3 separate regions of the Mus musculus genome follow, and regions 2 and 3 are each linked to region 1. A link is a contact called in public promoter capture Hi-C data. All regions are on one chromosome and are shown on one strand. Each heading gives the region's core, a stretch centred on a gene start, on an enhancer-like site or on the middle of the called end of the contact. The rest is flanking DNA. Distances are from core to core; before and after follow the strand shown.

Region 1 (3,039 bases), core at 173-2,672:
ATTCCTACCCTAATTCCAAGTCATTCTATTTTTCTATATGGAGATTTCAAAAGAAATGTAGGAGGGACAATACGGTACTTCCTAAATAACTAATAGTGTCAAGATATTTTTAGTGCAATCTCTGAGGTCACAGGGTTGGTTGTATACATGTCTATCCAGGGCTCAGGACCTGAATATGCATATACACTATGCCCCCTCCCCCATCTACTGAGACAACTATTTTTTTTTTTTTTTTTGGTTTTTCGAGACAGGGTTTCTCTGTGTAGCCCTGGCTGTCCTGGAACTCACTTTGTAGACCAGGCTGGCCTTGAACTTAGAAATCCGCCTGCCTCTGCCTATACTTTTTTTTTTTTTTTTTTTTTTTTTGGTTGAGACAACTCTTATACCTGTCCTCTTTAAGGTTTTTGAAGAGGATTCAAGGAAAAGAGTCCGGAACCTCTTCCCACTCTGTCAACTGGACTGAAACTGACTTCATATCAACCATCACTGTAACAGTAACCTGTCCTTCTGTGCCAAATGTATTTAGGCATAATTTGCTGTGCAGTCCTCACACCCAAATGCCTCTGTTTACAACAAGCACATAACGATAGCATCAACGTCATAAAAAATAATCCTTCGAGGATCAAATGGCACAGAAAGTGAATAGCAGCCCGCCTGGCACAAGGCGAGAACTCAAGTGAAGTTTATTGCTGGTCAAGACTCCTTCCTAGGAAGCTTCTAGTTTCCTGAGCCCAGGCATGGAACCGTTGCTGGAGGATATCCAAGGATCTGCAGTCTGTTGGCTGGGGACCCAGTACTTAAGCTGCTCCAGTCGCACAGCTGGCTAGGGAAGCCTCTCCTGGCTGACCCAAAACCTTCCACCACGTCTACCAGGGAAGTGTTTCTCTAGGTTTCTTTCCTGGGCCCTACATAGTAAAAACTTCACTTCATTAAGGAACAGTGCCCCCCCCCCCCGCCCCCAAGCTTGCCTCTGAATCCACCCTCACAGGGCCTACCCGTAAGGCACCGTTAATCAAAGAGGGCACTTGGGGAAACAGCAGGCGTGACATGTCCCTGAAAAGCCTAAAAGCTGGTTTAAAACCCCATGCCAGTGTTAGGGACGTGGTGTCCAAGAGCTCTTGGATGACAATGTCCGACCACCCAGATGGGCACTCCCTGCCATCGTGGACTCCCAGCAAGGCCTGGCCAGGTCGCAGGGAGCGGCGGCGGGGTCCCTGAACGAATAGGAGCCCGCCGCTCCTCTTTGCTCCTGGGGCCTGGCTCCCAGGGCACATATGAAATTTGCCAGTTTGTGTGGCCCCAGCCTTGCAAAAAAGAGCCCCGTTACCCGCGCCCGCGCCCCAGGGACAGCCACGCCCTCTGTCCGCTCCGGGACTCACCGCCTCTGCGCCCACGGCTCTCCCAAGCTCACCGGCAACTGCCCAGGGCGCAGGCGCACAGCCGCGTTGAGTACTACAGCTCCCGGCAGGCTCCACGCCGCCCGCCGCTTTTAGAGCCCACTAGGATGCTGACGTGGGGGATGGCTGGGACTCTTCTAGTCTTCCACCTAGTTTCAAGCTGCATTGGAAGAGCTCCTATTTCCGGTCTTATAGCTTTATGGTCCTAGGGGATTGGGTGGGACGAGCCCCGAGTAGTGAGTCAAGTAAGAGCTACTTCCCAACAGCTTTAGATTAATTGATGCAGGTGGGGGAAAAACTTTGTTTAAAACAGCCCCTACCCACTCAGTGATTCCCTCGGGGAGGAGGTGGTTCTTGAGAAGGCATTTTTTAAAACTCAGATTTCAGGGTCCCTAACGACACCCTGGAGAGCAAAAGAGCTTAGAGCCATTTTAATAATAAAAAAAAAAAATTTGGGGGGGGGGATTCTGACTGATCTGTGTTGTCTGTGTGCCACAGTGACCTTGAATATACATCTTAGTTTTTTTTTTCCTCTTGTAAGCTTAGAGCTTCCATCTAGGGAACCCTCCTATTCCTCTCCACCTTCAACAGCCCCCAGTGGTCTCTGAAGTTTGAAGATTAGCCTTCTGGCATTATTTCAAGTCTTCCAATTGGTTCCCTGCTTTTCCTGCCCTTGAAAGCAAACTTTCCCTTCTCCTTTGTCAGTGAGTTGTAGTGAGACTTGGTCCAAGGGCCACTAAATACAATAGTGCTGATTGGGAAAAAATGCTCATTTTTGGTCCGAGGCTGGGGCTATTGGTCTGTGTGTGCCAGAATTTTAGCCCTAGGACTTTGTTTCTGCCTGAGAACCTGTATCTAGACCTGAGTGTGTCCAAGATAGCAAGGAAAAAAGCTGCTTGTTCTTGTTCCTCCTTGATGATCCGGTGGAAGCAAGACAGACATGGGAGGAGCGGTGTTGTTGGCAGGCACTGAAGACAGCTTCATCCAAGCCAAAGTTGTTCTCATTAGCTGAGGCCTGGAGCCCCTGACTCTCAAGTCCTGCAAAGCCACTGTTACTCTTACCAGGGCCCTAGTCATCTTTGAAGGAAGAGTAGCTCATCTCAACCAAGGTGTTATGGGAGCCTGATGATTCTTTGGGTCTGAGAGTCAAATGAAATTGCACAAAGGCAGGACCTATCCCCAGGGAACCCATCTCCATCCTAGAGGCTGCCCACCTATGCTTTTGAGAATTCGAAGGAACTACAATAATAATAATTTTTTAAAAAGTGTGATTTGTTTAGAGAGATCTTGGAAGCCTTGGAGAATGTGTTGAGGGAAGATTTCTCTGCTTCAAAGTTGGCCCCAAGGTAGGAGACAGCTCTGTTTGTTTTCTGTGTTTTGTGTTCATGTTGCTGTGTTTTCCTGTTTTCTTTTCCTGGGAATTGAACCTAGAATCTCACACATGCTCCTTCTTTTCTTCTTTTTAAAAATTATTCTTTGAAAATTTCATACCTTCATACAATATAATTGTATCATATTATCCATCCACCATTTTAAATTAACATATACTAATTGTGCAAGTAAAGATTTTACTTATGACATTTTCATGCGTGCGTGCCGTTGTTAGGAGGTTCATTGTTAGGTTAGGAGGTTCCTGAGTTCC
Region 2 (3,102 bases), core at 141-2,640, 2.7 Mb after region 1:
GCTTTGGTTGAGATAGTCTAATTATGTAATCTGGCCTTGTCTCTACCTGAAGTTGCTTCAGCTTTTATTTCTTCTCAGTGGAGTACCAGGTAAAACCCATCATGCCTGCTACAAGCTCAATTTATCAAGGAAAAATCAGTAAGAAATAAGTCTTTATACAAAGGAATATAGAATAACTTTGCCCCAGAGTTACCTGTGTCCTAATCCTCAGAAAAGGGGCATATAATGCAAGTAGGAATTAAAATTATAGAACTATAGGTTAAAAAAAATCAAATGAATTTTAAAAAGATAATCCTGGATGATCTAACCACAAGAACTCATGATACTAGAAGGAGATTGAAGAAGCTTATTATGTTATGGTCTGTAATTTATAGAGCAAGAAAATGTCTCAGTTTATGCAACCACAATGAACTGAGTTATGCCAACTTGAAAATGAACAGGGAAGGGCTTATCCTTTAAGGATCCATAATGGAACATCCCTTCCCAATACTGTTTTACTCTCCTAAAAGCCATACCAAAGCTTGGCATGGAAACTCACACCTGGAATCCCAGAACTTGGGAGGGTGAGGCAGGACTACTGAAAGTACAAGCCTGGGACACAAGGAAAGATGCTACTTCAAAAATAAATCAATAAATAATAAAATATAGATACCAGGAACAAACTTCCACAGCACACAGAGACATAGCTTTTCAGTGATGTGCCAAGTAAAAGTCAGCAATTTTAATTATAAGGCATCATCACATAGATTAAGTTATACTGAGGAACATATTAGAAAACCATTGAGGAAAATTTCCAAAAACAATGTGTCAAGGGCTGGGCTGTTTGAAGGAACCCATAAGGTAAAACAGCATAAGATGGGAATACTCACAATAGAGTAAATTAATTCCAGATATATGCATGCTCTCCAAAACAGTAGAATCAGTTGTGATCTTAATGCAAAGTTCCAAGGTACACTCCCCTAGGGAAACTAAGGCCATCCTGTGATCGCCCCTACACACCACAAAGCAGGGAACTAGACAATGAACTAAAGGGTCTTAAGCAAGCCAGGAAAGCCCTTCGAGTTATAGTCGCTGCAATTTTTCCTCATCTGAAACAAGGGTTCCATTCTGTAGACAGAGTGACCTTAAATCATGATAATCCTCCTACCCCAGCCTCTGAAATGCTGGGATTACAGAATGAGAGACCACATTGGCCCCACACTACCTTGGTGAAAGTCTTGGGCACAAATTACTTTGCTCCACTAACCCTATTAATGCTTCTCTTGGACTGGCGCCTGAAATAGCTCACAACCCTGTGGGCTGAGATCACTATAGATCTAAAGTTGGCCCAATGTCCCGCTCAAAGGCCACGCCCCCTTCCCGAGACCTTGGGCACGCCTCTTCTCCTACGCACTTCCGGCGACGCCTTTGTAATTGACAATCTCTGTGCTCTGCAGATCCAGCAAAGCACAGCTGACCCCATCAAGAGTCCGGAGAGCCTCCAGCCAGCCCGGCCACCAAGCGACTAGATCAGCCCAGAGAGCGCAGCGTCATGGAAGGCCAAGGCAAGGTAAAGAGGCCGAAGGCCTACATGCTCAGGCACAACAGGCGGCGCCGTCGGCGGAACCCCATCCCGTTTCCAGAGCTGTTTGATGGCGAGATGGACAAGCTCCCGGAGTTCATCGTGCAGACCGGCTCCTACATGTTGGTGGACGACAGGACCTTCGACACCGACGAGCTCAAGGTGACGTTCCTCATCACCCGCCTCAAGGGCCGGGCCCTGCAGTGGGTGATCCCCTACATCAAGATCGACAGCCCCCTGCTCAATGATTACAACGGCTTCCTGAATGAGATGAAGCGGGTGTTCGGGTGGGAGGAGGATGAGGACTTCTAGGCCTCTGGCAAGCCTGGCCTGGGGTTGGGGCTCCGGGAGGGTGGGCTGCTGCTGTGTTGTCCTGTGGCTGCAGCCGGGGTCGCCGAGTGCGCCCTCCCCCCGGGCCCCCCTCCTACCCCGAGAACTCCCCCACCTCCCGCGCCCGCCCTGCCTGGAGATCTCGCATGCGCGCGCCCCTGTCTCCTCCTGTGTCCTAGCCTTTGTTCCAGGAATAGCTCCCCAGGCCCCTGCTGCTGTCCCTGCTGGGCCTGGCTCTGGAGAGCACAAGGCCTCCCACTGTTGACAGCTCAGCCCATCCCTGGCAGGTTTGGACACTGTCCCAGGCTCCAGCTGCAAGATGGGCTCCTGTCACCTAATGGACAGATCACCTGCCACCTGATGGACATGTCATGCTGTCCACTGCTTTCTATCTGGTGGACAGACTGCAAGCTTCTGCCCATAAGGCCTGTGCTGACGCTGCCATTTCAAGCCCCTGCACAACCCATCTGTGGACTGGCTGCTGCCCTTAACTGATCCGGACTCACCTGGGAGGTACCTGGGCTGCCCACGGCCCATGGACATTGATTCACCTTCAGCGGGACCCTTCCCCTCCCTGCTCCCAGAAACCTGCTGTCTCCCATTTTGTCTTGTGGACTAGCTGGTTTTCCTGAGAAACCAGCTTGCAGCTCTTTCTCTGATGTGTATGCCTTTTCCAACACAGTAGCCCCTGTGCTCTTTCCTTCTTGTCTGCTCTACCTGTACAGAAGCCTTTTCCTCACGTTGAATAAACATCAGATGCTATTTAAAAGGAAATGGAGTCTTACTTAGTATAGCATCCTACCACCCCTCCCCACAACCTTAACCCCTGCAGGTGTCTGTAGGTGGGGTCCATGTTCAAGAGGTGGTGATTGTGCCCTGCTATTCAGTCACTTATGTTACTCTCTAAGGTAAAATCTGTTTGTGATACTGCTTAAAGCCACAACGTAAATCTTTAATTCAGATCAGGGTAGAGCAATGTGATTTTTATGATCCAGAGGATTTCTTAGAAAAGACTCCTGAGTTCAAAAACAAAGTTAGCATGGAATTCCCTAGTTAGTGTTAAGCACAAATACCACTTTGCTGTCAGTGAATGTATATCAAAGTTATTTAACATGTCACTCGGGGAACTCATAGAAAGAATATGTTTTTTTTTTTTAAAAAGCATTTATAGAATCCTAATTATATAGGCAATGAGAAAAATACATAATGGA
Region 3 (2,810 bases), core at 124-2,623, 3.0 Mb after region 1:
TCCCAGCATGATAGGAGGATCACTGCAAGTTAGAACCATCTTGGCCTCCATAACGTGTGTCAGACCAGCTAGCGCTATAGTCAGGCCACGTTTCAGACAAACAAATAAGACATGTCGTTCTTATGGAAGATTCTGAAAGGTTAGTTGGGAAAGTGACATTTCCCCTGGATCCTGAAAGATAGGTGTTCAAAAGACAGATAAGAGCATTGCACAAAGTCTGTGAGTAAAGGTCTCAGAGCCTAGGGCCCAAGTGATATCTACTGTTATAGACCCATTGATTAAGAGTAATGAGGAAGGTTTTGGGTCTTATACTTGTGCAGAGGGTACCCTTGGACCGTATTGTTCCTTTTTGAACATAATTAAGTTTGAATTTTGAAGTGTTTTCCATTTCATTTACTTTTCTTTTTTGAGACAGGGTTTCTCTATCCTGGCTGTCTTGTGTCCAGCACACTGGGTCTTGCTAGGTAGGCCAGGCTGCTGAGATATGAAGTCCTTGGGGTCTTTGGGACTTTGCCCCTTTGGTGCTTGACTTAACAGTTGTCCATTGTTCCTAGCCGAAAAGTCTTTTCTCTCTCATTTGTTGTTTGCTTGGTGTTGAGATGGGGTCTCATATATAAGCAGGCTGGCCTCAGTCTCAAAGATCTACTGCTTCCCCTTCTAAGTGCTAGGATTAAAGCCCTGTAGCAGCATACCTGCCTGAAAGACTCTAAGAATAGAGTACAGACCTGAGAATAGAGATTTCCCCTTTAAAAGTCAATTGTTATTTTGTAACTCAAATTTGTCTTAACTCAGGATCCTCCTGCCTCAGCCTTTGAATACTGGGATTATAGTCTTGTTCTACCATGCCAGGCTTGAAAAGCTTTAAGTAGAACAGCAGGGTCACCTATACCTTAGACTGAGCCAACTGGATTGCTGTCTGGGCAATAGTTTAGACAAAGTAACAGTAGAAAGAATGAATCCAAATAGGAAGCTACTGTAGCAGCATGAACAAATCCTGAACAGTCTGCTTTGCGCCGATGATAGAGTGGAGAAAGAGAGCTAGTGCTTAATACAGAGTCTCAGAGGAAGAGTCACAAGCCTTGGGTATTCATTGTATGGAATGCATTCTGAGTTGGGGAGAGGAGTGAATGAGGCAGACGTCAAAGGTCACCACCAAATGAGTGCAAAGAGATTGCACTCAGAGAAAGCCTCTAATCCTCTGGGGGCGGGTGAGGGGGGCGGAGGAAAAGGAGGGGCGGCCAGAGGACAAAGGAAGTAGTTTGAAGCATAGAGAAGGAAGAAACCCCAGAAGCCAGGTGGCAACACAGAAGCCCCGCCCCCGGCTAGACCCCGCCCCGGGCCCGCCTTTCCTTCCTCTTCTCACCCACCCCCCAGTTGCGACTCATCCTCCTGGGCGGGGAGAGGTGGCAGTCGAGTCCTCCCATATCCCAGCAGGCAGTGCAGTCTGGAGACTCTGACAAAGGAGCAGGGAGCAGTCGCAGCTGCTTTCCGAGGAGCCAGTGTTGCTGAGGTGAGAGTCCCTCAATGTCCCGTCACCCACTTTCTCTGACTTGCGGGGAAGACATGGAACTTACATGGCTGAGACCTCCCCCTCCGGTGTAGACAATGCCAGTACCCGTAGCCAGAGCTTGGCTCTGTGACTGACAGCAGGGCTGTTCAGTGCCGGGCTAAGGTGGGTGGCGGGGACCGGGCAGCGGGTCCACCGTTCTTGGACTGTTGGTGGCCCTTCTGCAGGGTCTCCAGGGCCAGCAGAGTTGTGTAGCTACCCCTGCCTAGACGAAGGCAGCCTCCGAAACCTCCCGCTGCCTGCCCGACAAGAGTTCAGTTGCCTTGGGGATGCAGCTCTAGGGACAACTCTTTGGCGGACATTGCCTGGAGGGCTGTGGGAGGGAAGTCAGTCGACTACCTAGTTTGGGATGACCCTGTCCTCGCCCTTCCTGCAGTTCAGCCGTTCCCCCCCGCGAGCAACTGGACGGAAACGGGGCGGGGGGCGACCGGAGCCAGGCGTCCCAGGATGGCTTTGCCTGAAGGGGCATGAAGGAAAGTAGAGAGACTGGGAGGGAGGGTGGTTGGTGGTCGAAGCAAGTATCTTCTTGGAATTACATAGGGGAGAAAGGAGGTAAGTGGCCTGTATCCTTACCCCTCCCTGGACCTCTGCACAGATCCTGATGGTTGCACCAGCTGCTCAGCTGTAAACAGGCTCACATGACCAGTTTCACATGGAGCCGGGTAGTGTGGAGATAGGGCTGTAAAGGCTGGGCCCCAAGCAGGTGGGGCTGGTCTTAGGCAGGAAGGTTTTAGCCCCTCCCTAGACCTCAGCCCTTAATCTTCTGCTGTTTCCCTCTGGGGAAAGTAACTGACATTTGTCTTTCTCTCACTGAAGTAGCATTGCTGTGCTAGTAGAATGGAAGGAAAGTTCACTTGGGAAAGCCACAGGGCAAGTAAGAAGTGCAAAGGGTCCTAGTATTTTGTCCTTTAAGGACATTTTAAGAGAAAGTAACCCTGAAAAAAAGTTCAAGTTCCTAAATTTTGCCTAAAAGGCAGTCCTGTTCTATTGGAACACTTTTTGTTTTTAATGTGAATTCCAGACAGGAGAAAGTCTACTCTTTTCGGGAAAGGCACACATGGGATTTAATACATTCTTAGTGACGAAAATCTTGTCCACACTTCCTGTAAGTATTAGGAAAGCTCTTTGTGTATAAAATACTACAGTCAGGAAATTGAGTAAGGAGTAGACAGCCAGCTTTTCAATTACACGTATATTTCATATATTTGGTATAGATCGGTGGTAAGTTTGGAGAACAGGAAAC

What was found. Promoter capture Hi-C pulls out the DNA fragments that hold promoters and counts their contacts.
Region 2: a promoter capture Hi-C map of pre-B cells shows a contact between it and region 1, with 4 times the contacts expected there. The contact joins the promoter of Rtl8a here to the promoter of Zfp449 in region 1. A contact is called at or near these places in 3 of 39 promoter capture datasets (cranial neural crest, hippocampal neurons and pre-B cells).
Region 3: a promoter capture Hi-C map of 3T3-L1-derived adipocytes shows a contact between it and region 1, with 4 times the contacts expected there. The contact joins the promoter of Mospd1 here to the promoter of Zfp449 in region 1. A contact is called at or near these places in 5 of 39 promoter capture datasets (3T3-L1-derived adipocytes, cranial neural crest, frontonasal cranial neural crest and 2 more).

Annotation. Positions count from the first base shown.
Region 1 is chrX:56,344,780-56,347,818 of GRCm38.p6, reverse strand. It overlaps Zfp449 (zinc finger protein 449), which reads right to left and starts at 1,422. Exons shown (of 5, transcript NM_030139.5): 1 at 1,380-1,422. Gm38625 (a long non-coding RNA gene) reads left to right here and starts at 1,423. Exons shown (of 3, transcript XR_878111.3): 1 at 1,423-1,642; 2 at 2,678-2,743.
Region 2 is chrX:53,642,051-53,645,152 of GRCm38.p6, reverse strand. Rtl8a (retrotransposon Gag like 8A) reads left to right here and starts at 1,390. Exons shown (of 1, transcript NM_024170.2): 1 at 1,390-2,665. The coding sequence starts at 1,532. The coding sequence ends at 1,873.
Region 3 is chrX:53,369,122-53,371,931 of GRCm38.p6, reverse strand. Mospd1 (motile sperm domain containing 1) reads left to right here and starts at 1,373. Exons shown (of 6, transcript NM_001290514.1): 1 at 1,373-1,510.